Regions from separate parts of the Ovis aries genome. Here region 2 is linked to region 1. A link is a contact called in public Hi-C data. All regions are on one chromosome and are shown on one strand. The core of a region is the stretch at or near the end of the contact, and the rest is flanking DNA. Distances in the headings are between cores, read along the strand shown. Region 1 has its middle 30 kb from the start of PTGDR. Region 2 has its middle 29 kb from the start of OAZ2.

Region 1 (3,951 bases), core at 405-2,904:
GACTGAAAGATATTTGTCCTCCTCTGATCCCAGAAGAAATAGTAATGACTTCTTGCCTTGGGGCGGAGATGCCTGGGACCTCACTATCCCCCACAATCTAAAGAAGCTATAAATGTCTATAAGGCAACAAAAAGGAGACGTGGACACCCCCCAGGGTCTCAAGTACAACCATTCTGTTGAGTTTAACGAGTATCTTTTTGTTTGTACTGTATCTATCTTTGCAAATCTGTGTTGTTTTGTGCACGAGCACTTTTATTGGTATTGTGTTTTAGGTCTCATTTAGTCGGTTTACCTTTTCTGCTCAGCACTTTGTGTTTTGTTTCAATCCATGTTGGTGTAAACACACCTGGTCCCTTTCATCTGTAGTTCCACAGTGCTTTGCATTCTCAGTGGTGTCTGACTCTTTGAAACCTAATGGACTGTATGTAGCCCGCCAGTCTCCTCCGTCCATGGGATTTTTCAGGAAGAATACTGGAGTGGATCACCTTTTCCTTCTCCAGGGGATCTCCGCAACCCAGGGATCAAACCCAAGCCTCCTACACTGGCAGGGGGATTCTTTCCCACTGAGCCACCTGGGAAGCCACCTTGCATGGTAGTATCACATTCTACTCATCCATCCACTTTCCCAATGTGGGCATTTGGGTTGCCTCCAGCTCCCAGCAACCACAAAACAACAATCCAGGAACAAACGTGATCTAACATGTCCCCTTATGAGCCTGTAAGAGAAGGAGCCTGATTTCAGGGTCACGATTCCCTGTGTTTAGTTTCCCTCATTATTGCCAAGATTCTTGGCCAGAATGGCTGCCTCAGGCTACCCTCACCAGCACTGCACCTTGTCAGAACACCCCTCAGTCCCCACCACTATTTGACATTATCCAGTTTTTCTAATTTTTGCCAGCCCAATGGGTGTAAGTGGTATCTCACTGTCATTTTAATTTGTATTTTTCTGATCATAAACAAATCTGACCATCTCTTGAAATGCCTTCAGGCATTACAAACAGCGGTTTCAGTTTGTAAATGCCCATTCAAGCGCTTGGGGTGTGAATTTCAACGCCTGGGGGCGCCAGACCAGGCTTCCAAGGCCCTAGGGGAGGTCGTACATCCAGGCCAGGAAGGCTGGGACAACTTGCTGTCAGGGAGAAAAGCACTGGGGGATCTGCGGAGTCCCGAGTGGCTCCCACCCACTTAGCCATGGCCTGGTCGGGGGAGCCCGAAGATGGACCCTCAGTCTGGCCTGAGAGTAGAGGGCGAGCGGGAGGCCGCCGCAGTTGCCTGCATATCATACCCAAGGTATGAGAGGCGAGGCGGAGAGGCGAGGGGTCTGGAGGACTGTTGCCTGCACCCGGACGTTCCCGCTCCCGGGAGCCTCGTCCTCACTCCGAACTCAGCTTGCCCTCCCTCCGCTCATCGGGTCCAAGCCCGCGGACGGGGACAAGCGGCTTGCGCCCAGGCACAATGCAGAGGCGCTCCGAAGCGGAGGCACGGAGAGGGAGCTAGCCTGGGAGGCCCACGGCCGAGAGTGCGCGGGGAGGAGGCCGGGGCAGGGCGGGCAGAGGCCGAGAGGATACCCCTCACCCCCGCAGGGGCGACCACGGCTGCGATTGTCCTGACTGGCCACCTGCGTCAGGGGCTTCTTTGTGGCGCGAGGGAAACGGGCTCCACCTGGCGGAGGATATGGGCTGCTCGTCTGGAACTCTGAGGAGCTCCCCACCCTGGAGCGGAGAGTGTGGATGGAGGAGACGTTAGCTAGAGAGCAGATGGCAACACTATCCTTTATTGAGTACATTGTGTGCCAGACTGAACCCGGGTAGGCAGCCCTCCAGGTAGGACCGTTACCTCCATTTAGCAGAAAAGAATGCTGAGGCACAGAGTGATTAAATACGGTGCCCAAGATCACACAGCCTTCGAATGGTAGACACGTTGAAGGCCTCGGCTCCCTCAGTGTGTCCGGCTGGATGGGGTGTGAAGACGGCTTGGTGTGTTGCAGGGGGTGTGAGGGCACCTCAGCGCTTCCCTCCAGGAGTGTGCTTGCTGCTCCGACCTCTAGACCAGGCAGTGGCATCCCTGTGGCCTTCAGCCGGCTTGGGGACCATTGGCTGCACTGCCTGGGTGGCGGGAGAGAAGGACTGTGCCACTGTCCCCACTGGGGTGAGGATGCGAGTGGGGGCTCTGTCGGGGCTAAGTCTTTCCAAGGGTACAGAGTTGTGCCTGAGGCAGACATCACTTGTTCAGTTGCTCAGTAGGGTCCAACTCTTCCCGACCCCGTGAACTGCACACCAGGCTTCCCTGTCCTTCACCATCTTCCTGAGTTTGCTCAGGGACTGGGACAAGGAAGCCTGATGTACTGCAGTCCATGGGGTCATGAAGAGTCGGACACAACTGAACACGCACACAAAAGAGAAAGAGCTCATTTGGAAGCAGAAAAGAAAATCTAATTTTAATTAACTATAATTTTTTAATTTAAAAGTAACAATTCCTGATAATCATACCACTTTAATATGATTCCTATTTCTAATTTGAAATATTTCCTTCCAGTTTAGTCTGCTGTTCAACTGATACAACATGAGAATTCCCAGGTGGGGCCAGGGTAAAGAACCTGCCAGCCCACGAAATAAGAGATATGGGTTCAATCCCTGGGTCAGAAAGATCCCCTGGAGGAGGGCATGGCAACCCACTCCAGTGTTCTTGCCAGGAGAATTCCCATGGATAGAGGAGGCTGGTGGGCTACAGTCCAAAGGGTAGCAAAGAGTCAGTATGACTGAAGCAACTGAGCACGCGCGCACAACACTACACAGAAAATGTATCCTGCTCTGTTCTTATTGTATTTTCCACATAGTATCATCCTATCTGCAGTTCAGTTGAGTTCAGTTCAGTCGCTCAGTTGTGTCTCTTTGCAACCGCATGGACTGCAGCATGCCAGGCCTCCCTGTCCATCACCAAATCTCATGGTTTACTCAAACCCATGTCCATAGAGTCAGTGATGTCATCCAACCATCTCATCTTCTGTCGTTCCCTTCTCCTCCTGCCTCCAATCTTTCCCAGCATCAGGGTCTTTTCCAATGAGTCAGCTCTTTGCATCAGGTGGCCAAAGTAGTGGAATTTCAGCTTCAACATCAGTCCTTCCAATGAACATCGAGGACTGATCTCCTTTGGGATGAACTGGTTGGATCTCCTTGCAGTCCAAGGGACTCTCAAGAGTCTTCTCCAATACCACAGTTCAAAAGCATCAATTCTTCAGCGCTCAGCTTTCTTTTATAGTCCAACTCTCACATCCATACATGACTACTGGAAAACCATAGCCTTGACTAGATGGACCTTTGTTGGCAAAGTAATGTCTCTGCTTTTGAATATGCTGTCTAGGTTGGTCATAACTTAAAAGAGTAAGTGTCTTTTAATTTCATGGCTGCAGTCACCATCTGCAGTGATTTTGGAGCCCCCCAAAATAAAGTCTGCCATTGTTTCCCCATCTATTTGCCATAAAGTGATGGGACCAGATGCCATGATCTTAGTTTTTTGAAAGTTGAGTTTTAAGCCAACTTCTTCACTCTCCTCTTTCAATTTCATCAAGAGGCTCTTTAGTTCTTCTTCACTTTCTGCCATAAGGGTGGTATCATCTGCATATCTGAGGTTATTGATATTTTTCCTGGCAATCGTGATTCTAGCTTGTGCTTCATCCAGCCCAGCATTTCTCATGATGTTCTCTGTATATAAGTTAAATAAGCAGGGTGACAATATACAGCCTTGATGTACTCCTTTCCTGATTTGGAACTAGATGTTGTTCCATGTCCAGTTCTAACTGTTGCTTCCTGACCTGCAAGAGGCAGGTCAGGTGGTCTGGCATTCCCATCTCTTTCAGAATTTTCCAGTTTATTGTGATCCACACAGGCAAAGGCTTTGGCATAGTCAATAAAGCATAAGTAGATGTTTTTCTGGAACTCTCTTGCTTTTTTG
Region 2 (3,951 bases), core at 445-2,944, 150 kb before region 1:
TTAAGTCACAGGGTGCGACAGTGGAGGACAGGGAAGCCTGGTGTGTTGCAGTCCATGCGGTTGCAGAGTCGGATGCCACTGAGCGACTGAACAGCAAACTCACAAGGTGTCCACAAGGATCAGGTAAGACAGGACATAAAATCCCCTTAGAAGCCAAAGTCCGCGTGGCCTCCAAGGGGCAGGACTCCCAGACGTTAGTCCTGTCCTTAACAGGAGTCAAGGGAGTCACAGCCGTGACCCAGCTGGTGCTTCCACGCCCATCCACCGCCCCTCCTGCCCCCTCCATCATTACTGCTGCTGAGCCGCTCGTTGTGTCCAACTCTTGTGACCCCATGGACTACCCCACCAGGACCCTCTATCTGCGGGATTTCCCAGGCAAGAACACTGGAGTGGGTTGCCATTTTCTTTTCTAGGGGATCTTCCACATCCAGGGACTGAACCCACATCTCCTGCAGCGGCGCGTTCTTTACCACTGCGCCACCAGGGAAGCCCATTCCCCTCCATTATAAGACTCCTAACTTTAGGGATCTGTGACCTACCAGCTGAGCCTGCCAGAAGGGGCCTGACAGCGACCTCAACTCTGGACTTGCCAGAAGGCCCCACAGAGCAGTGGTCCCAAAGCGGGATTCCCAGAGACAGGCCAGGAAATGACACGTACTCCCTTCTCCAAGGGCAGGGAATCTGGAGCATGAGCTGTGCTAGGGGCCGAGCCAACATTGCGGGGAGGCTGCCTGCCCCAGTCACAGACAGCACGTTTGCCCCTGGCTGCCTGGGAGAGTAGAGGCAGGGCACCACAGGGCCCCAAGTCAGGGGTGGGGGGCGGAGAGCTCAGAGAATGGAGCCAGACTTCTCTTAGGAAAGAGAGGGAGGGCTCAGGAGAGCCCTCGATGAGGCAACCGAGTGGCAGCTGGGCACAGAGACAACCCTCACGAAACTGCACAGTCAGACCCGGTGCCCGCTCGGCTGCCGGGAGTCCCCGCCACCGCAAGCAGAGAAGACATCAAACAACGCCAGGCTACCTGGCAGCTGAGAACTTGCTCCTGTGGCCCCTCAGAATTCCAGGTGCTGTTCACTATAGCTCAGGGCCACTCCGTACTCAGCAGGACATCGGAGTTGGTTCCTCTGCAGTGCCAGGACACTCGGCACTTGGTACATCTGGGTCCCGGGCCACCTGCCCAAGGCCGGAAGGACACTGAGCTCCGAGGATGGGGCACCGCTGTTGTCACACAGCTGACCCCGACCTGCCAGGATCACCTGGATTAGGACCCACACCACATGGGCAGGGTCAAGAGCCTCGTGGAGGCATCCAGCCTCAGAGGCCACCTTATTTTCTCTCATGTCTTTTAAACATCTGGAAGTACTTCCCTCCCTTCCTGGCTGACAGCTGAGTGGGAGGAAGCCTCTCCTCCCCTTTGCTGAGCTGTGGGCTGCCCTCCCAGCTGGAAGCCCAGCTGGACACCAGAGCTAATTCCCCAAGAGAGGGGCGACGAGGAAACCAGCACCGCTGCCACGGGAGGAGCCTGCAGCCAGTCCAGCTCGGGGAAGCCCTAGTGGGCCCAGACCACTGCCCTTCACCCAGCCTCTGGCTGGAGCAGCCCCTCATCAAGGAAGTGCAGGGCAGGCTGGGTGCCCTGCTGGGCTGCAGCAGGGAGAGCATCAGACGAGAGTGGGAGGGACCCTGGAGGCCTCCAACCCAGCCTCCTCCCCCAGCGGCTGCTGAGGGGCCCCTGCAGCAAGCCTGCCTCATCCGGCCCAGCCCTCTCCTCTAGGTGCTGCGCCCCGCGCTCCAGAGCCTGAGGCAGCCGCTGCCTCCTTGGGAAGGAAGGAGAGGAAAGCACTCCTCTCTGAGCTCGGGATGGTCGTGCCACTGAAGTGGACAGAATGTCCTTGAAGCGCTGTGCTTCCACTTTCCTCAGATGCCTGGGAGAGGCTGGTGGTCCAGGTCCCTCAAGAAGCACAGTCCCTTCCGGCCCCAGCTCAGGCTCAGGGGTCAAGGCCAGCTCAGCAGGGAGCGAGCGGCCAGTCCCCTCTCAGGGCCTCCTGTCATTCACAGGGCAGGCTTGGGAGGCCTAAGTGGCCATCCCACAGAGGCAGCCATGGGCATCCAGAATGCCCACAGCTCCAAGAGGAGGAGCAACCAAACAAAGGAATTGGGGGCCGCACTCAGTCCCCCTCAACCTGGGACTGATGGAGAAGACACACCGAGAGGTGGGCGAACGGATGAATCCTCACGAGAAGAAACAGGAACAGCCAACAGACACAGGAGCCTCGCTCACCACAAAGTCCAATTAGGGGGCTTCCCTGGTGGTCCAGTGGTTAAGACGCCAAGCTCCCGCTGCCAGGGCATGGGTCCGATCCTCGCTTTGAGAGCTAAGATCCCGCATGCCATGTGGTGCAGCCAAACCCAACGGTACCCAGTCTTACTTAACCCAGACTGGCAAGTCTACATTTTGACCTTGTGATAGTTCTAGGAAATTTATGATAAGGAAAACAAGCAGGACAGGTGCCCAGAGAGGTGTGAACAAGGGCGTCCATGGCAGCACAGCCTATCAGGGCAAAAAAAAAGTGTAAACAGCCTCAGCCTCAGTTACCTGCCATCTACAGGGAGCTAGACACACGCTGGCAGGACAGCCAGGATATAGATTACACTTACTGGCATGGAAGCATGTCCCGATACCTTAGTTCTAAAATGATTAAACATGTAATTTGTGTGAAAGGTTCATACCCATGGATTTACTTACACTCCTGTGTCCAGCCACCTACGAAGTCTAAGGACTAAAAGTGCTGATATTCTGGGGAGCAGCTAAAGGAACAGAGAAAAAGCCCTATCTATTTCTCCTCATGAATGCAGACCTCTAACAGCTTAATGCTTAGGCACTCGGCACATGCCAGATGCTGTTCTTAAGAGGTTTCCACACACTAAGTTCACTTAATCCTCAGAAAGCCCTCTGAAGTTGATGCTATTATCATCTCCATTATACAGATAAGAAAAGAGAGGCGGGGGGGTTGGTCTAACTCATCAGTAAGTGGCTGAGCCAGTGTAAGGGGGGGTGGGGAGAAGGGCCACAGTGAAAGATCCATATCCTCAAGTTGAAATGGAAAAAGAGGTCCAGATTGGGAGGGCCCTGGTATGCATGGGGACATGCAGAACCCTGCTTCTAGGCCAACATCTTAATGCACCCTACGCTAGCGTGCACCTGCCACCCATACCCTCTGAAAGGAGATGTTTCTATCAAGATGATCAGAAGGTCCAACAAGACAGCCTCATTCATGCCAATACAGATTCAGGCCTGAACCATCTGGCTCATCCCCTTTCTTCCTGCAGGTCTTGTCCTCACAACTACACGAGGACTGTGTTCAGTTTTGCTCAGGCTGAGATACAGGCAAAGGGCATGCATGAGGTCAGGAAGTACATGCTAGGGTACAGAATGGAAGGACCAGTGTTCATCCCTTTTGTCTACTGGCTGCTGCTGCCTCTCCAAGTCACCTCCTTACTCCTAGGGACAGAAAACCGCAGGCTACTGATCCTCTGAGTTCAGAATAACCTCCTTAGTGTCCACTTCCTTCATGCAGGCATTGCAACCTCCACCTCTGGGGCAGCACTGTCAGGGGGCAGAGAGGGGGCTCTTGAAAGTTAAAGAGAAAGTGCTACTACTTAGAAAATACTTTCAGGGACTTCCCTGGGGTCCAGTGGTTAAGAATCTGCCTCCCAATGCAGGGGACACGGGTTCGATCCCTGACTGGGGAACTAAGATCTGATATGCTGTGGGGCAACTAAGCCCGCAAGCCACAAACCACGGACCCAGCCCATGGGCTCTGGAGACCTGGTGCACCTCAACGTAGACCCAATGCAGCCAGGAAGGGCGGAAGGGAGAGAGGAAGGAAGGAAGAAAATGCTTTCGGCCTTTTACTGCATTTGGTCCTAACAGTGTGTTTTACTGTCAAGGACAC

What was found. Hi-C and Micro-C count contacts between places; a contact is called where the count stands out from the background.
Region 2: a Hi-C map of blood shows a contact between it and region 1, with 5 times the contacts expected there. The contact joins two enhancer-like sites. A contact is called at or near these places in 12 of 16 Hi-C or Micro-C datasets (blood, hypothalamus, liver and 5 more).

Annotation. Positions count from the first base shown.
Region 1 is chr7:43,440,309-43,444,259 of ARS-UI_Ramb_v3.0, reverse strand. No RefSeq gene overlaps it. Among named protein-coding and RNA genes, the nearest start is that of PTGDR, 30 kb to the right of the region's middle. Within about 2 kb of position 1,654, at least 25 of the 54 cell types and tissues checked have an H3K27ac peak or open chromatin away from gene starts, as enhancers often do.
Region 2 is chr7:43,585,989-43,589,939 of ARS-UI_Ramb_v3.0, reverse strand. No RefSeq gene overlaps it. Among named protein-coding and RNA genes, the nearest start is that of OAZ2, 29 kb to the left of the region's middle. Within about 2 kb of position 1,694, at least 5 of the 54 cell types and tissues checked have an H3K27ac peak or open chromatin away from gene starts, as enhancers often do.